Regions from separate parts of the Capsicum annuum genome. Here region 1 is linked to region 2. The links are chromatin contacts, called in public Hi-C maps. All regions are on one chromosome and are shown on one strand. The core of a region is the stretch at or near the end of the contact, and the rest is flanking DNA. Distances in the headings are between cores, read along the strand shown.

What was found. Hi-C and Micro-C count contacts between places; a contact is called where the count stands out from the background.
Region 1: a Hi-C map of leaf shows a contact between it and region 2, with 3 times the contacts expected there. The contact joins two enhancer-like sites. A contact is called at or near these places in 2 of 5 Hi-C or Micro-C datasets (leaf and placenta).

Annotation. Positions count from the first base shown.
Region 1 is chr3:163,068,873-163,071,572 of UCD10Xv1.1, reverse strand. It overlaps LOC107853074 (dihydrolipoyllysine-residue succinyltransferase component of 2-oxoglutarate dehydrogenase complex 1, mitochondrial), which reads left to right. Exons shown (of 15, transcript XM_016698090.2): 15 at 68-578. The coding sequence ends at 259. Among protein-coding and RNA genes, the nearest start is that of LOC107853074, 8.9 kb to the left of the region's middle. Within about 2 kb of position 1,307, at least 4 of the 5 cell types and tissues checked have an H3K27ac peak or open chromatin away from gene starts, as enhancers often do. A contact at or near this core is called in leaf, where this site is marked.
Region 2 is chr3:162,913,513-162,916,243 of UCD10Xv1.1, reverse strand. It overlaps LOC107853073 (VPS35 endosomal protein-sorting factor-like), which reads right to left. Exons shown (of 24, transcript XM_047408423.1): 22 at 1,966-2,082; 23 at 1,820-1,876; 24 at 1,097-1,575. The coding sequence ends at 1,438. Among protein-coding and RNA genes, the nearest start is that of LOC107853073, 96 kb to the right of the region's middle. Within about 2 kb of position 1,288, at least 4 of the 5 cell types and tissues checked have an H3K27ac peak or open chromatin away from gene starts, as enhancers often do. A contact at or near this core is called in leaf, where this site is marked.

The DNA of each region.
Region 1 (2,700 bases), core at 58-2,557, 160 kb before region 2:
AGTCTACAAGGTTTGAAATTTGCCGTAGAGCTATCTCACCATTGATGTTTGCTGCTTGACTTTGTAGTCCGCTATCTTGGGAATGCATTCAATAGTAAATCGCCCAATGGTTGTTGGAGGCAACATTGTTTCAAGACCAATGATGTACATTGCGCTGACATATGACCATAGGCTGATTGATGGAAGAGAGGCAGTATACTTTTTGAGAAGGATCAAAGATGTGGTAGAAGATCCACACCGCCTGCTCCTTGATGTTTGAAGATAGATATACAACCATCTCTGACTTTTCATTTGATTTTCGTGGTATACCCGAGTGTTAGCGCAAGCTAAAAACCAGAATAAACAGTAAATTTTGTCAAAGTTATTGAGGCCTTTGACATTGCTCGTCCCTGATTATTTAATCAAGTTGCAACCATCTATACTTCAGACATGCAAATAGAGCTATGTAACAATTTAATCTCTTTCCCTGATAAATCCTTTCCCACAACTCATTACTTTTTCATGACACCCAATTAGCAAGGAGGGATAATTTATTGCTTGAATATATTTCACCAGTTTGAACTGTTTTTATGCACTAAGTTTCATCTTACGTAGTTTCTTTGGTACCCGTCTTCTTGATCTGAGGCAAATGCCCTTTCTTAGAACTGTACTGGTAGCCTTGATTGGAATTCTGCTTTGTTTCAGATTCATCCATACAACAATTATTGGTTTTGTTACAGGGCAATTCATGATTTATTATGTGCCTCTATATCTAGCATTGGTGGAACGCATACATCAACTGTTGTAACTCTACAATATGTTTTGGAACAGTGACAGAGACTATTTTAACAATGGATCTATTACTAGAGATTAAATGCATAACCTCAACCCTTAACGTGTATTCTTGAACAATCTTCATAGGTCCCAAACCATTCTTAGAAAGGGCTGCTCCCTCCTATATTAAAGAGAAAAAGAATGAGGTTTCATTGAATGGACGTTCATTAATCTTTCCTTCTCTCTGCATCCTAGGATGAACTGAGTTGAGGTCTAAAAGAAATAAGGAGCAGAGCAATTAGCGTAAAAAGGAATAAGGGCCATACTACATAAGCCTCTTTTTCTATACATTTTCTTTATCTATAATTGTCATTTTTATGAATTTTAGTTTGAGATCAGGGGACATCATTTTTGTGTGTTTATTATTTCATCACCAAGGCATCTTAAAAGTGAAACGTATTGTGCTTGATGCAATTGTGAGTGTCTTTGTCATTTGTGGTGATTGCAATGGAGAAGGAATTGGAGGATGTGCAGACAGAATCTTTTGCAGGTTGGGTTTTCATGGACTGATATAAAGCTGTGCGATCTTTTCTCTTAGAGAGCAAGGATAAAGATGACAAATTTTCGCCGGAGACGTATTTGGCTTTTAAAGGAGAAAATTTGGCTAATAAGCCTTTCAATTTTCAATTAGCAAAATAGCCTAATTCTACTTTCTCATTTTAAAACAAAATAAAAAAAATAACTTTAAGAAAGAATTAAACTACAATAACACATTAAAAATTATGGGATTTATTTGCAAATATATTTAAAATATAAAACGCTAATTCATTTTTTCAATTTGTTTCTTCAATTTTTAAATTTTAAATTACTTTTTTTCCCTCTCCCTAACTTTTTTCTCCTCCATTCTTACTAAAGACTCATTGTTTCTTCAATTTTTCAATTTCAAATTACTTTTTTCCTAACTTTTTTCTCCTCTATTCTTACTAAAAACTCATTGTTTCTTCAACTTTCTCCTTTTTGAAGCTAGTATTTTATTCCTAAATGTTCTATCTCCTCTCAAATTTGTAAATTTTCTACTCTCCTTTAATTTTAGTTCATTTTATTTTTCAAAAAGAAAAAGGTTTGTATATATATGTATGTAATTGATTGGATCAATAATTGATCTGTCCATATATCGATCGTATCGATAATAGATCTGTCCATCGAAAATCAGGTTTTGGGCTAATTTGTAAAATGTGTAAAAGCTTTGGTGAAAGGGTTTTGTTTTAATTCTGTAAGTTGGTGATTTGTAGACTAATTTATAACTTTTAAAACTTGTAAAGAATTTTTAAATCACAAATAAATTAAAAATTTCAAAAGTAGGTCATTTTTCTAAAATAAAACAAAAACTTATAATCTATTTAATTAAAAAAAGACTTGAAAAAGCCATTTAACAAAAAATCTCATTTTAAAGCGGCGAAGATATATATTGACAAGGTTCAAGACATCCTTAACGCTAAAGATGACTTGAAAATGTTCACCTTTCATTTATTGGATCAAATTTGTTCTTCGGTCCTAACATTATTTTAAGTTTAAAATTGTTCCTTTATTAATGGTGCGGATATATAACACTAAATTGAGCATAAATTATATAATATCATACCTTAATTACCATTATTACTTACAATTTCAGTCCCTTAAAATAATTACAAAAATCCTTGATTTCCCTTTCTCTCTCTAAAAGGGTCGATACGTTACCCCAAATCTCAAATCCAAAATATCACAAAGAAAAAAAAATCTCTTTGCGCAACATAGTGGACCCCTCTTTCTCCCTTCTCCTCAACTGTGACTACCACCACCTAAACCCCACTGCTCAGCTCATCTATCCAACTACCACTAGCAGCTCCGTCCATCCCTTTCACCCATTCAAGTTGTAGCTCCGACGAGGAGCTCCAGCTCTGATGAATC
Region 2 (2,731 bases), core at 39-2,538:
ATTTAAATCCGTACAAAATTCAAATTATATTAAATTCAAAATATATTAATCCCAAATAAATATTGCGGATTAATATAATTGAATTAATTATTTAAGTTCAAATAGATATAGATTTAAATGAGCCCAAAATTTATTGGGTTAGTCCAGTAATTTGGGCTACAAATATGGAGTCCACTTTGCTAACCCCAAGATATTGTCATAGGCCCAAATAAGCACCACATGTCAAATGACGTGGCACGCTAAGTCAAGTGAAGGAGCCAATAGGACCATGCCACATGACAAAATGATGCAGCAGGCCCATAAAATCAAATCTGATTGATCAAAGGAAGTTCTCTTCATCATGACTCTCCCTTTTCTACAACTATAAATAGGGGTGTCATAATTCAGAAAAAAGGCCCAGAACTCTAACAAGTATCAAGAGAAAGTTCGTGGATCAAACATCGCAATTTCTCTAAAAAGCTCAAACATTCAAATCAAATTCATTAAAGTTCAAGATCAAGACCGCAATATTCAAAAACAAGCTCAAAAGCTCTTGAATTCAAGCACAAGTCAAGATCAAGTTTCAATTCAAAATCAACCTTTAAGCCCTTGAATTTATATTTGAAAAGGCAAATCAGAGAATTCATAGAGATTGTAACACACGCATTGAAATCAGTAAAATCGATTGTTGCAATATTTTCTTGTTTTGAATTATTTATTTTTCAGCCTCGAGAATTTTATTGTCCAACAGGGGTTTCTTTCGTTTTTTTTTTTTTGAAAAAAAATGTTATATATATAATTTCTTGTCATTTAAAATTGACGTGTCATCCTACGTGTAGTCAATTGCATTACACATTAATTGATCGAGAAAAAAATTTAAGGATTCAGTTGGCAAAGAAGTGAGTCGGAGGGTTCAGAATATAAAAGCATACATACTAGTATGGGTGTTTATCACATCATTTTGCCGCCTTTTTTTGTTTTCCTTTCGAAGTTTTAATTTTTCATGAACACAATCTCTGTTCATTTGACTACCTACCGCCCTCCGTTAGATTAGATGATAGTGAACACGCTACCGAGTTGATATTCAACTCCAGTTGGCAAGGGAAGCAAAATTTGAGGGCATCTGGCAAGAAGTAATTTTCTTTCTAGAATAGTAAATCTAAATAAATATTGGTTCCCAAAGAATTAAAACTGATTGACAACGCAGGCATAAATCATAAACTCTAGAATACACGATACTCAGAAGCGAATAAACCTAAGTAGAAATTGAAATGAAGAGATTACAGACATAAAAACTTACTCTCGAACACCAGAAAAGCTTAAGTTGGTATACATTATGATAGATGCCAACTTGATGAAGGGAAAAAAATGATAGATGCTAACTTAAGAAGAAAAAAAGACTAATAGTGACAAAGCAAGCTATGCGCCACTTTGTAGAGCACGTTATTTTCCTTCTCTTTACAACTCTCCTCTTTGGATAAGTCCACGGTTTTTGAGAAACTCAACTGTAGATTGAAGATATTTGTTATCAGAGCTCAAAGACAACTTGGCAGTTTCGACCAGCTTGGAGCAAATATCTGATGCTCCTTGACATACCTGCTTAGCAAGCATTCTAGGATTAAACAAGGGAACATTGACTATTTACTTGCATCAAACAATCCAACATTTTAACGTCTGTCCGTAAGAGATACGAGAAACTTGAAAAAAGGCTTTTTTTTATTTCGTATATATTTGGTACTGATACCAATTTGAATGTCTTGGATATTAGGTGCAGTTTAGATGCCAATCAGAACATGAGGTCCTTCAGTCCAAAATTTCAGAAAAAAACAAGAACTCTTACTTCAAAAGAAGATGCAATAGCATTGCAAGCATCAAGTGCAAGATTTGCTCCGGCAGCCTTCAAAGACATTATGCAGACTTAGCTTAATAATGGTCCCCTTATTCTTGTATCTTTCATGGAAGAGCAAAGGATAAACAAGATGTTACCTGGATTGGTTCTTGTAAAATAGTATCGATTAAGCACTGAAGAAGAACAACAGGAAATGAAAGAAACTCTTGCAGATATTGTTGATCACAATAGAACAAAGAGTCATTGCCTTTAACCTGGATGCATGACAAATCAAAACTGAGAGGGTAAATGCACTATAACACTTGTGAAAGAAAGAATTATGTAGAAGGTTGTTCCCTTTTTAGGACAATCTTTCGTATATCCGCCATTTATTAACATAGAGTACCAGAAAGTGCAAGTCGTTATGCCCACAACAACAAGTATAACCGCCAATCAGACCTTTCTCAAAAGAAAAAGCATATTTATAACCGGCAGCTCGTTCCAGTAAACAAAATGTCCACATCTATAGTTTCTCATCCAACCAGTAAATAAAATGGCCACATGTAGAATTGCCAAATATGACTGAATGTCAATGGCGCTTCTTTGTTTATCAAGTTGAATTCATGCACCATGCCGCATACCCATTGTAAGGGCCACTCAAGATGTGGTCGGGTAGGTAGCCAAATTTTAGAATTGTCTGAGTCATAAAAAATAAGAGAGAAATGACGATGTATTCAAGACACTTTTTTTATAGGTGTCGAACACAATACATGATAATTCTCCGGTGCGAGACAATATCTCTAACAGTACCTCTGTAATAGAAAATCATTCTCATTCCCTCTCTCTCCGCTTACCACCCTCTCATCAGCAGTTTTAGCAAGGAATGGAATCTTACAATTTACCCAGGACATCTTTACTTATATT